2 separate regions of the Mus musculus genome follow, and region 1 is linked to region 2. The links are chromatin contacts, called in public HiChIP or PLAC-seq maps. All regions are on one chromosome and are shown on one strand. Each heading gives the region's core, a stretch centred on a gene start, on an enhancer-like site or on the middle of the called end of the contact. The rest is flanking DNA. Distances are from core to core; before and after follow the strand shown. Region 1 overlaps Pard3 (par-3 family cell polarity regulator). Region 2 overlaps Pard3 (par-3 family cell polarity regulator).

Evidence for each region. HiChIP or PLAC-seq counts read pairs in DNA pulled down with a chosen protein or histone mark.
Region 1: a contact with region 2 is called in a FOXA1 HiChIP or PLAC-seq map of pancreatic cancer cells. The contact joins two enhancer-like sites. A contact is called at or near these places in 1 of 115 datasets of contacts at active chromatin or transcription factors (pancreatic cancer cells) and 2 of 9 other capture datasets (adipose tissue and liver).

What each region holds. Positions count from the first base shown.
Region 1 is chr8:127,305,644-127,311,178 of GRCm38.p6, forward strand. It overlaps Pard3 (par-3 family cell polarity regulator), which reads left to right. Exons shown (of 25, transcript NM_001309391.1): 4 at 687-865. Among named protein-coding and RNA genes, the nearest start is that of Gm9909, 150 kb to the right of the region's middle. Within about 2 kb of position 3,863, at least 23 of the 459 cell types and tissues checked have an H3K27ac peak or open chromatin away from gene starts, as enhancers often do. A contact at or near this core is called in pancreatic cancer cells, where this site is marked.
Region 2 is chr8:127,144,315-127,149,279 of GRCm38.p6, forward strand. All of the region lies in intron 1 of Pard3 (par-3 family cell polarity regulator), which reads left to right. Among named protein-coding and RNA genes, the nearest start is that of Pard3, 83 kb to the left of the region's middle. Within about 2 kb of position 1,952, at least 38 of the 459 cell types and tissues checked have an H3K27ac peak or open chromatin away from gene starts, as enhancers often do. A contact at or near this core is called in pancreatic cancer cells, where this site is marked.

The DNA.
Region 1 (5,535 bases), core at 2,613-5,112, 160 kb after region 2:
AAATCATTTTGTTTTCTTTTTCTTTTTTTGTTAATTATCCTACATAGCGTTCAGGATATTTTATCTAGGCATACTGGTAAATAAGAACAGTATAGGTTGTTGCTCTCAGTTTGGTATTTATCACATACCAGGCACTGGCTTTTATTTAGACCCTGTAGTCTCCTCGTCAAGCAGGATGTTATTTCATCATCATTCCAGGAGCAGGGGACTAGAGGTAGAGGACAGCTGGCCTTCTTGACTAAGTAACCAGTGGCGAAGCCCGAATACCAGACCAGGCAGCTTTATTCAGAGCTAGACCCCTACTTCATCTCCCTCACCATCAGGACTTTTGAAGCCCCAGTAGAATCTGTCTCGGAGTGCCCATCCCTTGTATCTTTTTAAAAGCATTACTTGGGATAGCAAGACCGCTCAGCAGATAAAGACTCTTGCCTCCAAGTCTAAAGATCTGAATTCAATCCTTCAATCCCACATGATAGGAGACACTCAATTAGTGCAAGCTGTTTTCCAACCTCCACACGTGTGCTGTGACACAGACACACCCACATATATACGCAGACACGCAATAAATAAATGTGATTAAGCTTTAAATTACAAAATTAAAAAAAAAAAAGTCTTCGGATCAAATGCATCTATCCCAACGTGGTTGTTCATTTCTGCTAAGTCCAATCTTCTCTTTGCCTGTGTAGATATGCCTCTTCATGTCCGCCGGAGCAGCGACCCAGCTTTAACTGGCCTTTCCACTTCTGTCAGTGATAACAACTTTTCCTCAGAGGAGCCCTCCAGGAAAAACCCCACCCGCTGGTCCACGACAGCTGGCTTTCTCAAGCAGAACACCGCTGGAAGTCCCAAAACCTGCGACAGGAAGGTAAACACCTCCACTCATTTCTATAACCCTTGGCTTCTTCTGTCCTTGGTGCCAGTCAAGTGTGGCCATGGGCTCCTTGGGCATGTGCTGTGGCCCTGTGTGAGCATTACTGATTTTCTCATCCGTGTGTAGAGACACTAATGTATAGTTTGTTTACATTTTTTTTTTGATGAAATTCAGTGCTGTGCATTGAGTATGATCTTCTGATGGATCCGTGTTTTGAAATGATAATATATCAGTAGGATTAAAAAGGTAGCCCCACCCCTTTCTCATGCCTATGCCCCTCCCCTTTCGTCTTCCTCAGTTCCAGGGATGGGAGCCAAGGCCTTAACACTATAGGGAAGTCCTTTAACGCTAATCTATAAAAACAGCTACTGAAGAAAAACTCAAACACAAAGCATTCCCTATAAAGCACCTTTCCTTTTTTGTTTCTGGGTTTTTTCTCTTCTCTCTTCCTAGATATTTCTTCTTCCTGCTTTCTGTATGACCTTCTGGAGATATTTTATGCACAAATGAGCAGAACCCTACATTGGTTGAGAAAACGTATCTAAAAACTGAGAACATCATAGGCCCAGAAGCATAAAAGTACAATTTGTGTGTTTTAATCTGTTTCTTTCATCATTTAACCCATGTTTTTCTTTGTTCAGAGTGGAATTGTGCTGTCTGGTCATTGTGTAACTTGCTCTTTTGACCTCAGTTACTTAGCCCAGTAAATACACTTTAGTCTATTAACCTTGTTTTCAGTGCCCTTTATCACCCAGTCCTATAGAACCCCCTTCTGTTCTGCCATGTCTCTAATCTCGTAATGAACTTTAAGCCATGTTTTCATTTTTTCATGGGTATATCTCCAGAACAAGAGTCTGTGAATGTATTTCACTGTAACCAGTAATTTCACACAGCGTGGCGTGAGGAACGTGAAGGTGTTAGCACATAGCACCAGTCACAGTAATATCAAAGTGGGCGTAGCTTGAGATTATTGTATTGCTTTGACTTACTCTTTGCATTTCTGTAAAAGTTCCTAGTGAAGTTTCTTTTAATCGTGTTTTACATTCTGACAGACTCTTGTCTTTATTAGTATTAGTTCAAGTGGAAGTAAAAACCTTGGGGGATATATATATATATATATATATATGAATGAAATAAGAAGAATTAGGCAAGTGGTATAGTTCTGAGGGAGGGCTGTTGCATGGCTTCAGTCCCCAGCACAATGACAATGTAATAATAAAAACCAACATGAGTCTTAAAGGGCAAATATAGAAGGAAATGTTGCTTTGGGTTGTTGGTACCTGTGGATTTAGCTGTTAGCCTTACTCTCAAAGACTCTCTAAGGAACCACATGAGGTTGCCTTCTTGTTTAGGGCAGCTTAAGCCTGCGAGGACTTGAAGTGAACTGTCCAAAGAAGCAAAACACATCCCTGAATAGGCCTCCCGGTATTTAATATTTGTCAGAATTCACTTCTATAAGTATTTACAAATTTATAAGCTAATGAAGTTTATAGTTAAAAAAAAATATTTAAGTTTCATCCAGTCATGGTTGGCAGGCTAGTTGTGTGAGTGTCACAGGGTTTCTGTTGGTAAATCAGTATCTTTGGCACTTGAGTTAGGTGTAGTGGCAGCAGACAGATCTGCTTTGTTCATATTTGAAACATGAAAGGCCTTAATACTTAGAATTATTGGGAAATTTCCCACCACTAGATTCAGACCGGCAGAATAATTTGTATGCAGACTCTTACTTGCTGAGACTCCAGGGAGCCATCATCCTCCTTCCCACCTCTGCGGCAGAGCACGGCATGCAAGGGGCATATTGAGACGCTTAGAATAATTAACCAAATGCACTTCTGCCTTTGTAGTAAATAATATGTATCTGTCATGGTGGAACACCTGGGAAACCAGGAGAATAGGATAATGTAAAGTCTCCAGCATGGAGATGTCAACGGTGGGCAGCCACCCACCCCAGACAACCTTTTATCAGATCTCATGGCCAAGAGGCATTAGACTTGATTAGAATTTGGTTGGGGGTATCAGTGAATGAACAAACACACGCACACGTGCGCGCGCACACACAAACACACACATACACACATTTGTGCACACACATGTGCACACACATGCATACATGTGCCACATGCACACACACACATACATGTCCTTCTATGTCAGCTCTGCATACCTGCATATTCAGTATTTCCACATTTTTCTTCTACTACGAAGATTTTTCCTTTTGAATTTTATTAGAGAACATTTTTAAACAATGAAATATTCCACTGTACAGTGTGCTCTGATTTACGACCCCTTTCTCGGACATTTATTTATCTATCTCTTCTCACATTGTAAATATCCATATTGGTACACAACCTTGATTGTCTTTCTTAGAAATGGTGACATGTCCAACAAGCCTTTTCTCTACCACACAGAAGAATGCTCAGGGGTACACACGGCCACACTCCCCAAAGCAAAGATCTGGATCCATACTAACCCCTAGATGACATTGTGTCCTCACAGGGGATACAGAGAGATAGTGGGTAACATTGTGTTTCTCTTGTTTAACTTCTCAATTATTAATTTACTAATCTTGTCTACATTATATACTGGGGACTGGCAAGATGACTCAGTGGTTAAGAGCACTAACTGCTCTTACAGAGGATCCAGGTTTGACTTCTGTCACCCACATGGTGGCTCTCAACTGGAGTCTGTTAAATTATGCAGTAGATTTGATGCCTTTTTCTGGCCTCCATGGGCACAGATATATGGGTGGTACACAGAAATGTATGCAGGCAAAACACCAATACACATAAAATGAAAGTAAAAATAATTTAAATTGTATGTCATTAGTACTATAAAACATTTTTCTATCTCAATCAATCATCTACCTACCTACCTACCTACCTACCTACCTACCTATCTACCTACCTAAGTAGGAGGCACTTAGCAGAGCCTACTAGCAGGCAGTTGAGTGGGTAAGACTACACTGTCACTGTGTGGTGAGAAAGCAGAGGTCTCATGGTATATTGACACATCCATGAGTCATTTACCTCCTCCCTCAGAAATTAAACAGCAGTAGATTTAGCATGAAACTGCGAGCTGGCAAATTTCCAAGAAAAACCCTTATCCAATTAGTGGAGGGGGAAGAGAGAGGTAATAAAAACACCTCACTCTGCCCTCTATAGCATTTTAAGAATCTATTGATCTTTGAGGGAGGGAGAGAGAGAGGGAGAGAGCCAGAGAGAGAGAGTAAGTTTTGAATGCTTCTTACCCTTTAGCTTTCTTATTTCTTAGTGACTATGCTGAGTATTCTTTCTTTATTATTATTATTAGATATTTTCTTTATTTATATTTCAAATGTTATCCCCTTTCCTGGTTTCCCCTCCAAGACCCCCTATCCCTTCCTCCCTCCCCCTGCTCACCAACCCATCCATTCCTGCTTCCTGGCCCTGGCATTCCCCTACACTGGGGCATAGAGCCTTCACAGGACCAAGGGCCTCTCCTCCCATTGATGACTGACTAGGCCATCCTCTGCTACATATGCAGCTGGAGCCATGAGTCCCACCATGCGTTTTCTTTGGTTGGTGGTTTAGTCCCTGGGAGCTCTGGGGGTACTGGTTGGTTCATACTGTTGTTCCTCCTATGGGACTGCAAACCCCTTCAGCTCCTTAGGGTCTTTTTTCTAGCTCCTCTGTGCTCAGTCCAATGGTTTGCTGAGAACATCCACCTCTGTGTTCGTCAGGCACTGGTAGAGTCAGGAGACAGTTATATTAGGCTTCTGTCAGCAAGCACTTACTTGTTCGCATTCACAATAGTGTCTGGGTTGGGTGCCTGTATATGGGATGGATCCCCAGGTAGGGCAGTCTCTGGAAGACTACCTGACACATTGAGCCACTTGGAAAGGAGATTTCTAACTTAGGCCTCTGCTACCTCTTTTTCTTTGAGAAATGGGGGAGGGGAGGGGAGGGGGGAGAGAGAGAGAGAGAGAGAGAGAGAGAGAGAGAGAGAGAGAGAGAGAGAGAGAGAGAGAGAGAGAGAACGAGAACACGGGAGAACAATAATCATAGCAGAACAGATTCTGGAACATATATTTGCTTTTGTGACATTTAGCTTCTTTTCATACTTCGATATACACTTAATCATTTTCAAATTCAAATCAATTAAAATTAATTTATTTTATTAGCTCAGCCTCTTTCCAATGAGAGATCCTGTGGACAGTGTCTGAGGACAGGACAAGACAAACAAGGTTGACCTCTGGCCTCCACCCATGTGAACCTACATATATTCAAATCCATTCCTATACACGAGCATGAACACACATGCACTTGTACACACGTATATAAAGCATAATATCTTAGTACCCTTGAGCAGCTGGCTATGAAGAAGAATCTGACAAGTGAGCGCAGTTCAGTGGCAGGTGCTGTAGTAATCCCCAAACCACCTCAACCCACGCTCCTGACAACAGACCCAGATCTTAGTCTGCTCTTTGCAACATTTGTAGCATTTTTTTTCCTGTTGAAGAGTTCTATACAGAAGTCCCTTCCAGATCTTAGTCTGCTGTTGCAACATTTGAAATGTTTTTGTTTGTTTGTTTGTTTTTCCTGCTGAAGCATTCTATACCTATGAGTTTCCCTCTGTTTTATGTATTAAAAGACTTTAAATTCAACTCGGTTCCATTAGGAGCTTTT
Region 2 (4,965 bases), core at 702-3,201:
GAGGATGCAGTGAGTGGAAGCATTGGTGCTCAGGCCCAGGCCATGTGGAGGTCCTGTTCACACACTGGGAGTGTTCTGAGCCCTCACATTCTCCCTGTTGGAATGAAATGATGGTTCCTTAGAAAGCATTCTTGCTTTGTCTTCAGCATCTCGGGGTTCTGGGGGGGGGGTCCTCTTATCTGTGTGGTGGTGTTTGGTTTCTGTAACGGGGTGTCCTTTTTGAAATCTTTACTCACTTGTTGCTTTTAAGTCACGGAGATCTGGTTGTACCCATGTATTCTAAAGTGTTTCCTTCAGACTGGGTGACAGGTTTTTGTTTTTATTCTTCGTTGGTGCTGGGGACAGAACTCAGAGCCTTGCTCATGCTGTGTACACACTCAACCATGGAACTGCACCAGGGCTGTTCTTAATTGGCTAGAGGTGTGTGCACACAAAATGCTGTGTTATCTCTGCCTGTGGCTGAGGTTCAGTGAGTCCTCAGGAAGTGGGTGGGTCAGCAGGAGCTGCCATGCGGGGATTCCTCAATATGTCTGATGGTTTTCACCTTAAGAGTCTGCCGGGGGCTGGAAGAGCTGGAATCTTGGGTTTGGAAAGCTTCCCAGGTGGTGGCTCCACAGAGCTCAGAACCCTGTTGTAACTATTTATGTTTATGTATATGTCCGACAGAGAATGTTGTAGACACAATGTGTATGTCCACAGAGGATGTTGTAGACACAATAGTGTGTGGTTACTTTTTGTGAACTTGATACAATTAGAGTCTCCTGAGAGGAGGGAACAGTAATAGAAGAATTGCCTCCATCTGCTTGACCTGTAGAGAGTCTGTGTGCTCATCCAGACATTGTTGTCACTTTCTGGATATGCCACGAAGCCGCTGTTGTATCTCTGTATTTGTAGACTGCCCACCCCCACTCTGGCTGTCTCTATAAGCCCCAGCTCGGATTCTGTCCCCACTAAGTCCCCACTCTCATCTCTGCCCCTGCAATGCTGGCTCTCACCACTGTTTACTTCTGTGGCTGAACCTCCCAAACCTGTTTTGCTCCAGTGTCCCTCCCTCATCTGATAATGTTGTAGTTTCCAGTGTTGTCATTTGAGGAAGTCTGTTTCCTAATTATCAGCTGTGTAATTACATCCTTTGGAGTTCCTACACAGCTAATTTGTTTCTTTGTTTCCAAGCAGGGTTTTATAAGGAACTTTAAGTGTGCTCGGGAATGTGACTTGGGGAGGCTGGTCTGGTTTCTAAAGCCGGTGGGATAGGTGATAACCCAGTATTTGGGGCTGTCATTCTGCTCTGTAAGTATGTTTTAAAAACTTTTTTTTTTTTAAAAAAATCGTAATTAAAACATAATTTCAGAATCCATTCCCCCTTCTGTTTCCTTTCTGTAATCCTCCCCATAATCCCCCCTTGCTCACTCTCCAATTCATAGGCTCCATTTTCTTTAATTTTGTAACAAAGATATTCCTAAATATGTCACTGTAAGCTGTTCAGAAAAGGTTTATAGGGTTAGCCCTTATTAAAGAATTCCCTTATTTCAGAACAAGTGTTAATAATAGGTCAAAACCAGCCACTGAAAGGGCATTTCCCATGCACTTGCCCCTGAACTCAGGTACCATCATTGAAGAGGGCATAGAATGATTTTAAGGACCAGTGTTTTGTGTGTGTGTGTGTGTGTGTGTGTGTATGGGTGGGGGAGGAGGGAGGGAGGGAGGGAGAGACAGATAGAGAGAAAGAGACGGAGGGAAGGAGGCATAGAGAGAAGGAAGGAGGGAGAGAGACAGAGACAGAGGGTAGGAAGGAGGAAAGGAGAGGAAGAGGGAAGGAGACGGAGGGAGGGAGGGAGGGAGGGAGGGAGGGAGAGAGAGAGAGAGAGAGAGGATAAGAGCTAGATATTGGGTCATCACAGCATCTTCTGGATGGGACAGGGCCAATGTGCTTATCACGGCACAGCAGCTGTGGTTGCCTGCAAAGGACCCAAACAGAATCAAGCCAGCCAGTTTTCCAGCACGGAGTGGGCAGGGGTTTCCTAGCCTATATCACTAACAGAGGAGTCATGGACACTTTCCTTAGGGATATGACTTCTGGTAGGTCAACTTGTGGGAGGCTCCACGCCCAGGAGTATATATATGGACAGCATAAAATGAGTAAGATTGGGTAGTTAAAAAAAATTAAAAGTAAAAGGAGGACAGGAAATTGGGGGCATGGTGGAAAGGCATGGGTGGATCTGGGAGGAGTTGAGAGGGTGATAAACATGAGCGAAAGACATGATGTGACGTTATTCAAGAATTAATAAAATATATCCAAAAGTCCATTATTTCTGGCTGAGAATAAAGGCAGGGCTGTCTCTGGGAAGGTGGGGGGCTTATCTGGTGTCCAGCATCCCCACTGAGTTAAAGAGTGCTATCTAAATATTTGTCAGGGTAATAAATGGCAAATAAATGGTAATAAATGTGTTTCCAGCAGGAGGTTTCTGCCATCTCATCTGTGGTGGACTGACTGGGATAGATAAACGTGGATTGCTGACCAGTGCCAGGGAGAAACAGATCTATGCCAGGAAGTGGAGTGTGGGAAAGAACAGCACAGTGGGAGGAATGAGCCTGCCTTTCCAGGAGGTGTAAACAAGCACAAACATAATGGGAGATAGGAGAGCCCAGCACCTTGGTCTGCAGGGACAGACCGAGACAGGCATGTGGAGGTCTTGCTTGTGAGCCTCTACTACTCTGCCCTGACTGTTGTGTTCCTTGTCAGTAGATGGCAGAGCCACAGGAAGGGACACCCCTGTCTTGGCATTCCTTTGAAGATACCATCACAGATCCCTCCCTTGTCTGGGGATTAGAGTCCTCTGGGAGGACAGAGAACTCCATTTCTGGCAACAGTGGCCCTAGGTACCTCCTAGCCTGGGCTGGCCACCCTCTCATGGCTGTTGGGAGTTACACGCGGAGCACCAGTGTCTAGGGGCCCTGCCTTGGTCTCCACTGGTATTGTGACCATGTGGTGCTGTCGGACCTCGACCCAGAGCCCTCCCAGGGTGGGCTGGGCTGAGTTTGAGTGGAAGAGCCATAAGCTACAGCTGACTCAGTGCTTGCCCAGGCTTCCAAGGAGGAAAGCAGAGGTAGGTATCGGGCCTTCCGCATGCTTGGTGTCTGTACAGGTTACTTCCCTCAGTTGAGAAGTATTTCTCTGGATTCAGTTCTGTTTAGGATATCCAGGTGTATGGGATTGCCACGTGTGTTTGTGACTGGGTAACCTGAGAAAGGATTTTATTGCTGTTGTTGTTTTAAAAATATTTTCTGTTATTTAGGAACAAGCCAAGAGGTGGGTTCGGATTAAGTGGGAGAAGGGAGCTGTTTCCAGGTTGCTTTGTTTGATCCGGAGCTCCCGGGGGCCCGTGAGAGTGGGTTGTATTTCAGTGGGCATGCTCTTTCAGGTCAGAGTCTCCTTTGGTCCAAGTTGGGTCTCCTCTTTGCTGCCTGCGGAGTGAACGTGCAGTGTAGATTTTCTTTTCTCAGCTGATGACTATCTTTAAGGCTCTCCCAGGGTGGTTATTTGGATTCTCTTTTTGCTGTGTATGAGAGAAACAGTTATTTGAGGTTCCTGACCTGATTTTGAGTCGATGGGTTTTTTTTTTTTTTCTTTCTTTCTGCAGTTTGGCTCCAATCCTGTTGGAATCATAGCCTATAACTTGGTGCAAAGCATTCTTTCCGTACACTCCAGGAAGTGAAAGATATTATCTGATAGGTGATAGTGGTGGTGGTGGTATGTGTGAGTGTGTGCATATGTGTGTACGGGTGTATATTTGTATGTGTGTGTCTGTGTATATGTGTATATATGTGTCTATGTATGTGTGTGTATGTGTATATGTGTTAGTATGTATGTGTCTTTGTATGTGTGAATATGTGTGTATGTATGTGTGTGTGTGTGTGTGTGTGTGTGTGTGTATGTGTATACCTGCATGTCTGTATGTAGGTCAGAGATCAACCTCACATGTTGTTTCTTGGACTCTGTCCATCCTCTTCTTAGACACTTTCTCATTGAACCTGGAATCACCAAGTATGCTAAGCTGACTGGTCAGTGAGTCCTAGGTATTTTCAGTGTCTGCTGACCCTGGAATTACATGACACCATGCCTAGACTCTTTCAGAAGCCATGGCTTTAGGAGAGCAAACTCAGGTCTTTATGCTAGTGCCAAACAAGCTCTTCCATAGACAAGACACTGTCTCCATTATCCCTCTCCTCCAATTTTAAAAAGACCCTTCTCTTGGGTAAGGGTTTGCTCTTGGTTCAGTTTCTCCTTTTCATGTTTGCCACTTCGGCCAGCTTCTTGGATCTTCAGGAAAAGGTGGCAATGTGTCCCGGAGGGAATGACTTACATTTCCAGACCTGTAGCATTCTCTGGCTCTGTCATTCTTTTGGTTATGTTTAGTATTTCATCTCGGATACAAAATGAAGCAGAAGACCCTCCTTGTAAGCCTGCAAGAGTAGCGCAGAGGTATTCTCAACTCTAGGCTTACCCACCTGTGGTCCTTCACCAGATGAACTCAGAGCTTGTGAGATGGGGTGCACCACCTGCTGCCAGCCTTCCGGGAGCTGTTGGTGGCAGAGCTGTGGATGGAGCCTTTGAGGCTGGGAGCTGGCTGTCTTGCCGTCTGCCTTGGCTGGGATGTGTGACACATCCGGTGTCTCACATGTTCCTTCCTTTGTCTCACTGTCAGGTGGCAGTACTGGCTCTTCCCGCTTCCTCACAATCCCTGGGACTGCAGGCATGGTGCCAGGGAATCCTAAACTAATCTGTGGGTGTGAGCAAAAGTGTCCAAACTGTAGTCGGGTCTTCTCACCACAGGGGAACTCGGTCTGGATTCTTTCATCCTTATGCTTCTCGTCATCTGGACTATAAGACAGAGTAATCCATGGGGATTCTTTAGCCAGGCTGGAAAGCTGGAGGATGGAGGATGAACAGCAACCTTGTTTATG